2 separate regions of the Mus musculus genome follow, and region 2 is linked to region 1. Evidence: chromatin contacts called from public Hi-C data. All regions are on one chromosome and are shown on one strand. The core of a region is the stretch at or near the end of the contact, and the rest is flanking DNA. Distances in the headings are between cores, read along the strand shown. Region 1 overlaps Maml3 (mastermind like transcriptional coactivator 3). Region 2 overlaps Maml3 (mastermind like transcriptional coactivator 3).

The links. A called contact is a pair of places that touch in the nucleus more often than the background predicts.
Region 2: a contact with region 1 is called in a Hi-C map of the N1E-115 cell line, with 2.7 times the contacts expected there. The contact joins two enhancer-like sites. A contact is called at or near these places in 6 of 484 Hi-C or Micro-C datasets (B cells, the N1E-115 cell line, cerebral cortex and 3 more) and 1 of 9 other capture datasets (embryonic stem cells).

What each region holds. Positions count from the first base shown.
Region 1 is chr3:51,904,106-51,908,605 of GRCm38.p6, forward strand. All of the region lies in intron 1 of Maml3 (mastermind like transcriptional coactivator 3), which reads right to left. Among named protein-coding and RNA genes, the nearest start is that of Gm46803, 200 kb to the left of the region's middle. RefSeq lists an enhancer at 3,466-4,500. Within about 2 kb of position 1,971, at least 49 of the 459 cell types and tissues checked have an H3K27ac peak or open chromatin away from gene starts, as enhancers often do. A contact at or near this core is called in the N1E-115 cell line, where this site is marked.
Region 2 is chr3:51,984,796-51,989,747 of GRCm38.p6, forward strand. All of the region lies in intron 1 of Maml3 (mastermind like transcriptional coactivator 3), which reads right to left. Among named protein-coding and RNA genes, the nearest start is that of Maml3, 120 kb to the right of the region's middle. Within about 2 kb of position 1,961, at least 2 of the 459 cell types and tissues checked have an H3K27ac peak or open chromatin away from gene starts, as enhancers often do. A contact at or near this core is called in the N1E-115 cell line, where this site is marked.

The DNA of each region.
Region 1 (4,500 bases), core at 721-3,220:
TTTTTTCAGTACTGAATTAAATCTGTATAATTTCATCAAATTTAGCCCCTCATGAAAATGCAATTATCGCACCCTTGTTTCATATAACTAAATACTTTATTCATTATTAACCTCACTAACAGACTTAATGTACAATAAGGAAACACCACGAGATTCATGTCAGTGGCAATTTAAAGTGAATTAGGGGTTAACGATGAAGGTCTGATCTACTCTAGTCTGATTATAGATAAATAACACACAGGCAATAGACTTAAGTGATAAACATATACTCAGGTCATGAGATCCATCGAGGGGGCATTTCTATTATTCAACATCATAGGCAGCCAAATCCACGACTCAGACTTCCACCCTCTCTTTGTCTTTGATCCCATCTTAATGTTTCGCTGCCTCGGTACACAGGCGTGCTTTCTGCTTACAAGTGCAGAGAGACGGATCCATAAATTACATCACACCTGCATGCCTGCACGCATATCCCAAGCTCACACGGAGCAAGATGCAGCTGTCTGGTCCCCACCCCTGCTGGATGATGGGGCCGCAGAAATGAACACCAGCTTAGCAGCCTACAAACCTAGGGTTCTGAGCTTCTCCGGATGGCAACATACATGAATTCACATCCCTAGCATATCGTGTAATCACAGAGCTACATGTTGCCCTGGCAATGAGGGCTTTCCAGACACAGTGATATGTTCTGAAGTGACAATGGTAAACATATAGAGCCGTTCTCAATTTTTGGGTAGGGGATCTGGCAGGAAGCAAAGGTCCTGGGTCTGAGTAGCTAAAATCTGTCTTACAAGTGGTGCAAGCAATGGCTGGGTATACAACATCATTGATTTGCAGAAAAGGACACAGCTACAGTCATGATGTGATGTGTTCATGTCACACACACTCAAAACAGAGTCTACTCTGTGTTAGAAATGTTTCTGACACTAATTCAAGTCAGGCTCTCTGAATAGAATGCTCAAACAATTAGGAGATATAATGGTGTTCTAATACATACATTCACATTGGATTAGCCAGTGACATGTATACACACTTAGATTACTAACACTCTGGGTAAACAAGGGCGAAGCCAGTCTCCAATATAGAGGGATTTTCAAATACAGACATTCACATGTATTCACCATGAAATAATGTTTTTCCTTTTGCCTCAAGGGTTCCACAGTGACTCAAAAGAAAAACATAAAATGAAAGTAGATACTTCAAGTCAATACAAGACAACCTTTTCTTAAACTTTAAAAAAAATACGCTATATACATTATTGTAAAGATGATAAGACTAAACGTAATGGCCTGAACTAGCCACACTGTCTAGCCAACATATAAACATGTTTAAATAAATGTCCGCTAAATACCATAATCTCTAAGCAGCTCACTGGCTTACCAAACTGGCTGAAATCGTTCACTGGTCTCTCAATGGTGCCCTATCTGGAGTAAACAGACGTATTAATATTTTTTATTCTCAGGAGATGTCAACAACATAGTCATAAATTCCTGGATGAAAAAGACCCCTGATATCCCAGGATTGAACTCAAGTTGTCAAAACTTGTACAAGAGTCTTTACCTGCTTAGCCATCCTGCTGCCCCATCCCCTCAACCAGGATTTTTGTAGTGAATTTTGTAGATCTATTTGGCAAAGAATATATGAGTGTTCCAGTTTCCTAGTCTGCTACACACCACTCTGCTACATGGGTTGGGTGGTTTTGTTTCATCTTCCGATCATCTCCTGTGTCACTACCCCATGTCCCCTCCTCCCAGCCCTTGCTCCATTTCCTTAGCCAGGAGTAGCTTCAGCCTCACTTGAGATCCTGCCACTTGCTCGCTCCACGCGCATTCACTGCATCTTACCTGTGTGCTATGCAGGTTACACCTAAGGGTTTACTAGTTCACCTCAGGTAAAGACTAGGGTTAGAGCGGACACTCCCTCCTTCCTTGCTTCATGACTTCAAACACTGCACTCGCTGGGACTTTCCCTTGGCTATAAAAAGAATTACTAATTCAATTCAATGATAACCACAGAGACAGACAGGCTGGTAACTCGCCTGACCCGAAGAAGTCATTCAATAAACACCACCAGGCACAGTTTATTTTAGGCCAGGGTGAAAAGGGGGATGCCAGTTCTTCTGGAAGCTGTGGGGTTACCTTAGAATTCTCATACATATTTTCAAAACTCGACTTCCTCTTACTCCCCCCTGGGAACGCTGGATTTCTGAATGCCTTTGTGGGTACAAGGCTACTTATCCCCACTCGGAAGCCCACATCCTTCACACTGAGAGCACAGTGCTGGTTAGAGTCTATTTCTTTCTGCACACAGAGGGAATAACTGGGAGATGCTACTACTAAAATCGACCTGTGCCAGGTGTTAGGACACACACACACACACAACTCCAGCTTCCGGAAGGTCAGGGCAGATGGATTTTGAGTTCAAGGCCAGTTTGGGCTATACAGGAAGTTCCTGTCTAAAAACAAAAACAAACATACAAACAAACAAAAACCCTAAGTATTACTTAGGAATTGTTTCAATTCTCAGACTTTGTTATGAATGGTACTGTTGTGAAATCTATGTTAAATGTAGATCATGGGTGCTGCTGACGAATGATCTGGGGCTCACGTTTGGGTTAGTTCATTTTCCACTCGCACCATTATAAATGACAATGTTCTCCACCCCTACGATGTAGATTTGGTTTAGGGTTTCATTATGATGACTGATACTCTCCTAGTTTTCATAAAAAACATGCTGGCTTTTTAATTTTGCTTTCTATTTCTGGGTTAGCTGTACATTATTGACAACTTATGCTGTCCAGACTATGGAATTTGGCAATACATTATATTTACACCACATTTGAAAATACTTTTCAGGGAGGATGGTTTTTCTTTTCTTCTTCGATTTAGCTGCTATGTATGTACTTGACCGTGGTGTTCTCACAGAATTAAGATTTTGCAAACTGATCTACTGACCCATGAATGTGTACCCTGGTAACTTTCTGGAACAAAATCATGGAGAGTAAGAGACAGGAAGAGGTACAAATCTTTCAACAGTACTTAGTGTGTTTGTTAAATGCTCTCCTCAAGTGTCATGGCTGAATACTAGGACACCAGCTGGTAAGCAGAACTTGTTGTTCCTGTGGTGGTACTGAGGTTGGTGGTGCCCAGAGGACTCTGGAAACAAAGAGGCCAGACATCATCTGTGTATATTGCATGCATGGGCATGAATGTATGGTGTGTGTGTGTGTGTGTGTGCTTTTCGAGGGATTAATACATGCTAATTAAGCAGGGCTTTTCTGCTTTTGTACTACATATAACTGAATGAACTAACAAATATCCTTCACATTAGAAACCTTTAATGCCGAGTCAGCTGGTTTCACTGTATTCATTGTTGGTCAAGCACTAGGAGATGTGGAATCCATAACCAGCCGTGTACAGGGCCTGTTGTGAAGGCCGCTGAACACAGGGTCTGCGCTCTGCCTTTTCCAGTTCTGTGCTCTCCTGCTGACAGGCCACGGCCTGGGAATTTGTGATCACTAAAATTCTCCGATTAGTCTGCACTCAGCACTGTCCAGAGGAATCAGAGCACACATCCTACCTGTGTCACCACCACGTGACCATGCTTAAAGCCACACCCCACCCCACCCTCACACACAGACACGTTGGCCTCTACTTAAATTGCTCGCCAGAAAGATGATTTAAATCACTTTCCAACAAATACAATTTCAGTATAGTTTTTCTCACCAAAGTATGTCCCCATTGTACAAACCCTATTGTAAGTTGCAGAAAATTCAGGTTTATAGTTTTCCATTGGAAGAAACTGTATACTAAATGTGTAAACTGTACAGAAACGGGCCCCTTAGGAAGCAGAACATTTTATTTTCCGTAGATAAATAAAGCAGATAGTGATAAAAAAAAATCACAGAAACAAAAGATTATCAGCTTGCTGGGTTAATTTTGGCAAGTCTTTTTTTGGGGGGGTGGGGGTGGGAAGGCTGTGTTGAAATAATCACTGAAACTCAAAATAACTGATACACTGTTGCAAACGTAAATGTTTACATATATGTATTGTATTTCAGATATTTTCTTCAATTATACGTAACAAATATACAAGTTTTAGCAAATATATAAATAAGTATTTTATTTCTAGATGAGAAATAGGAGCTGGAAAAAAATGTAAAAGAATGTCTCATCACAATTTAAAACAAACAAAATTCTTCCTAAATGAAAACCTTTGAAATGCAATGTTTTGAAGGATGCGTCTCCCCCCCCCCCCCCCATCACATAACTTCACCCAGTTGAAAGCTACTTCCCTCCTTTCCTCCGTAGAGAGATAAGTGTGATAATCTTTATGGCATACAGGTGAGAAAAAAGGTATTTCAGGAGACAGGCAAGGTGGGCAGAAAGGAGAATCTAGAGAGCCCGCCATTGTGGGGCCTGGAGACCGACCGAGGCTGGAACAGTAAAGGGTTCCAGCTTTGAATGTGAGAGAAATGGGGCTGTAATCCGAGCCCAGGAG
Region 2 (4,952 bases), core at 711-3,210, 81 kb after region 1:
TACCCAACCAACCAGTGTTGGGGATCAGGATACCCAGAGCCTCATAAGCTAAGCGAGCCTTGGGTCACTAAGAAGCTCTTCTGAACCTCACTCCCTACAGTGCCTGAGACTGTGCTCTGCCCAAAGCCAACACTGCCATGTTGGTTTTAGTCAGACTGTGAACACCACTCGGCTCCCATGCAGGTAAGCATTATATTCCAGTGTGCCCCGGCCACTTGAAAACACCTCTCTACTTAGCTTCTACAAACATAATGAATGTGCTGTTTACATCCTGCCCCAGATAATTAATGAAGACTGTAAAAAGAAAAAGACCAGCTGAACACAGATCCCCACCTCCTTGAAGCCTAGTGTGCCGCTATTTATCATGGTGCATTCGTCCCTCCAGGCAATTTTCAATCAATCTGACATATTCGACTCAATCCCAGTGCATTTCTGAACTACATTCCCTGAGACCTGCTACCAGTTCTTGCACTGATGGCTGGGTGTGTTTAAAAATGATAATATAACCAGTGGCCTCTTTTTGTCTATTGTTTTGTGACTTTTTTTTTTCAAAGCACAAGATCAATTAATTTAGAGAAATCAAAGAGGCTGTATAAATTGTGTTCTCCTTGGCTCATGGCTGCAACACCCTACACACATTTATAGGCTTCTTCTTTCCAATTGTTCTATTATTTGTGCACAGTGTAGTCTCCTAATTCATTTATGCACTCAACAAACACTCATGGAGTTCTTATTAAAGGTAGGTATGGTTATTTGGAATAGACCCAGGACTGGTTTGGCTTGGAAATTAATTATTCAGGGATTCTTGTTCTGTGAAATATTACAGAGTAGAGTGTCTGCTAAACTGATATTCGAGCTACACATTAGTGATCCTGGGATGCAGCAAGCTGAAAGAGGAAGCAATCTGTATGATCTCTTAGGGGCAGCCACGCTCAACAGGTTCCCTGGGTAAGGAATTTGGACAAGATGGCTAACATAAGATAATACAGAGATTCTGTGCTTTGGTTGCCCGTGATAGATACCTTAGGGTTAAGTCTACACCCTTTCACCCCCTCACCTCTCATTATCATTTCCAGTTTCCACAGGACATCTTCCCTATTCCGATGAATCCATTACTACTTGCATTAGCCCTGGCTAACACGGAATACCACTGTCTCCAGACCTGGCCTGCTTATTTCTTTTGTTTGTCTCCTTCATCCTCCCTCCCTCCCTCTTTCTTCCTCTCTCCTCTCTCTTCACCGAAACAGGTCTTCATTACTGTTTAATTATCCTTATTTGTCTTCTTAAAAGGCCAGTTTTCAAAAGTAGTTCAGAAGCTCAGCGATTTCACCATCAATAGCTCCGTCATTTGCACATAATCGTTAAGCTTATCTCCCTGTTTGTTAATGCCAGGCCACCTTTATTTCTGCTGCCCCCTTCTTTCTCTTCTTTATTATGTTTGTATTATTACCCCCTGCTCCACTGATTGCCATAAATACTTCCTGGCTGTGACTCTGGAACCTTTCTGATGATTCATGTGTTCCTCGGAGAGTTCTATAGACAGATTTCATATTCTCTCTCTCTCTCTCTTTCTTTCTCTCTCTCTCTCTCTCTCTCTCTCTCTCTCTCTCTCTCTCTCTCTCTCCCTCCCTCCCTCCCTCCCCCTCTCTCCCTCCCTCCCTCCCTCCCCACTGTCTCTGTCTTTCTTTCCCTATATTGTTGCACAGTTGTCATTATTCCTTGGACAGTATCTGCTTTTCCCAGAGATGTCTGGCCTTTGTTGTGAAGCCATTGCCCCAGCTTACAAGGTGTGAGCTATAGAACCCCTGACCACAACTACCCTGCTTCCCACATAGGGGCAGAGGCCCACCTTCTGAGCGGGTACAAACTCCACTGGGGAGAAATGGCTGAGACTGTGAGATTCCTACCTCAGAGCAGCACCCTTGGCCTCTTCCAGTGATGGCCCCTCCCTTACATACATTGCCATCCTGGCAACAGCTTTCCCACAGGCCAAACATGCCTCGAAGTCAGGGAGCTGAGGAAAGTGGTAAATACCGTTCTTCTCGGGGTGACACATTAATGTTCGTACTTAGGAGCGGCAGACTGCTTCTCCTTAAACCCTGGTCCTGTGCTGTCTGGATTTGCCCATCATTTGGGATACTGGATGAATCCCTGTCTGAAGCACACACATACGTTTTTAAGTAAGGAGTTATAATGGGGGAAAGATTCATTTTAGACAGTGTAGTGAGATCGACAGCCCAAACTGAAGAAGAGACCTCATTACTATATTGGTAATATAATAATATCTTGTGAGCGTCACCCACCTTTTCAGTTTAAAGCTGCTTTTTAAGACCAGGATAGGAGACTCCCAATTATTGCGTAAATGTTATTTTTATGTCAGTTTAGCAAATAAGCACATATTTTCTCTCCAAACTGCCAATGCATAAAGGTGCCAATTTACTGCATTCTACAAAATTTGTACCAGATAAAGCAAGCTCAATCTTTTAGTCCCACACCCTCAGTCTTAGCAAAAGATACTTTGGCTAACTCAAGACTGTTTGCTTGGCAGCCTAAGATGACGGACCAAACTAAGTGGATTGTTGGTCCTTTGTCTGAGCATAAACTTCTCCTAGGGTCTCCATAGTCTCACCCGCGAGTGGGCACATCATTTTGCTGTGTCGCAGTGTGAAGAATGCAGAGAGGAGAAGGGAAGTGTTGCTTGTCGCATCTTTCTCTTTGCCCATCCTAATATCCCCAATCCTCATTTTCCCAGTTACTTTTGTCTTTGGATCTAACGAAGATGCTTCCCATCCCTCTGCACCCCGCCGCTTTAAGTATAATTATTTTTGTTTTTTTGAATAGTACACTAGCCACACAGCAGTAACTTAAGGCATCTTTGAGAAGGGTGGGGATTAAACAATTTTAAAATCGCAATGCTAATTGATAAACAATGATGTATGTGGCTTTGGACAACAAACACAACACGGGCTCTTGGAAGGGACCTGCCCCACACTGTCCAACTGACTGGGAAAGCCTGTCCCCTTGGGGTGGAGACTAACGCCATGGGAAGCCAAAACCAGCTTTTATTAGCAGGACAGAAGAAAATGGGGCCAGGCTCAGAATAGCTACTCCAAAGCATGCCGTTCTTAGCCCACCTACCTCTTCCTAATTTTCCCCTTCCCCCTGGCATTTTCACCCACTTTGCCCGCATCTCCTGAAAAGAATGATGCCTTTACCTCATCTCGGCCCCTGTGCTGTTCTCCAGCTCCCAGGCATTTTACCACCCCTCCCTCTGGGCTCTCTACCCTCATCTCCTAGCCTACTGAGATCCAAATGCAGGCTTCCAACTGCTGCCGGCGAAGTGCTTGAGGGGGAGCTATGGGCTTACCCCCTGCCACTGGGCCAGCCTCATCTCCTAGGAGACATTTTAAACCCCAGGGATGCTAAAAAATCATCATCATTATTACCTCCCTAGGCACGGCGGTGTCAGCAGAGATGGAGGCTGGGAAACTCTAAAATTACCCAGGTAGGTAATGCTGTCTCGGCCTTAAGATCATCGGAACGCCCATGATCTATCGGCAGCACCGGACGGAACCGACTAGGAAGCAACCACAGGGTGTTCTCATCCTGGGTCCCTGCGGCAGATTAGCAGGTGAAAATACCTTGTCTTCAAAATGGCCACTGGTTAGGATGACAGGCGAAAACTAAAAGGCAGAAATTCAAGCTTAAGTAGATTGACAAAAGGAAGGCTTCTCCAGGATTTTTCTAATGCTTGCTCATCCCGAGATTTAAATATTTATTCTCCGCACACAGCCAATGTGTCCACGCAGAGTCAGCTGAACGCTGGACCCCGGGGCTCTCCTCGGAGGGGCAATGCTGAGATTTTTGTGTGTATAATATTATTAGAGAAAGGATAAATATTTAAAAAGAAACCAGTAATTTTTCCTTATGGACTACCATAAGTTCTCCAAACACTCTGAGGAAGACCGTGCCGCATCCCTACAGGACAGCCGTCAAGCCTCCAGAGCCTGACACGAGTTTTCCCCTGCAATTTTGTTGTGTTCAATTTTGACTCGAATCTGCAATCCATCAGCAAAGGCTTTGCCATGTTGCTTATTCGAAGATTTTCAGTGAGTGACATTTGTTGAAGTGGGATTTAATTTAAACTTGATAGCAGCCCTATGGCGACATTGGAAGCATCCCTCTCCATCAGGGTCGCCCGTAACATTTTGGAAAGAGCTGCAGTACCCAGGTCACATTCTGCCTCTGTCTACTAAGGGGCCGCTGAAAAGGGGTTTTGTTTTTGTTTTTCGTGGAGATTTTTCCTTATCTCTAGACTGAGTGTGATCTCTCCATTTCAAGAAGAAGCTCAGATATGCTTCTGATTCCCTTTCCAGCCTTGTCGTATGCACACTTTTCGATCTTGGCTGGGGGAAACACTGTCAGCGGACTCGCTGTATAATCTCCATCTACCTTGGCCGGCTGGTTGGTCACGCATCTCAAAATAGCAAGTACTAAATATGTAAAAAGCATCAGAAGAAAATAATGAGACACTGGGCCTCATCTGTAGCTAACTGCCTTCCTCCACCCTTCTTGAACCAAAAGGACCCCTCCAGACACGTCCTTGCTGAGTTAACACAGGTGGTTCTAGAACCACAAAATTGGACATGGTTTCAAATAAAATGTTGTTCTTTTTCCTATTTTTGAAGACAGTAGAGCTCAAAGACAGCAAACACTCCCCCTACCACAGTGGTAGGCAAAGCTGAAAGCACTGTCCCACCTCTTCCCGCAGCTCGGACTTGTCCAGTTTATTGAACCTCAATGTAAAATGAAAGCATCAGATTTGAAAATTATGCCCTTGCCGGGTATGGTGGCTCACATCTTTAATCCCAGACCTGGAGAAGCAGAGGCAGGTGGAGTTTCTGTGAGGCCAGCCTGGTCTATATAGTAAGTCCAAGACGCCAGGGACTAAT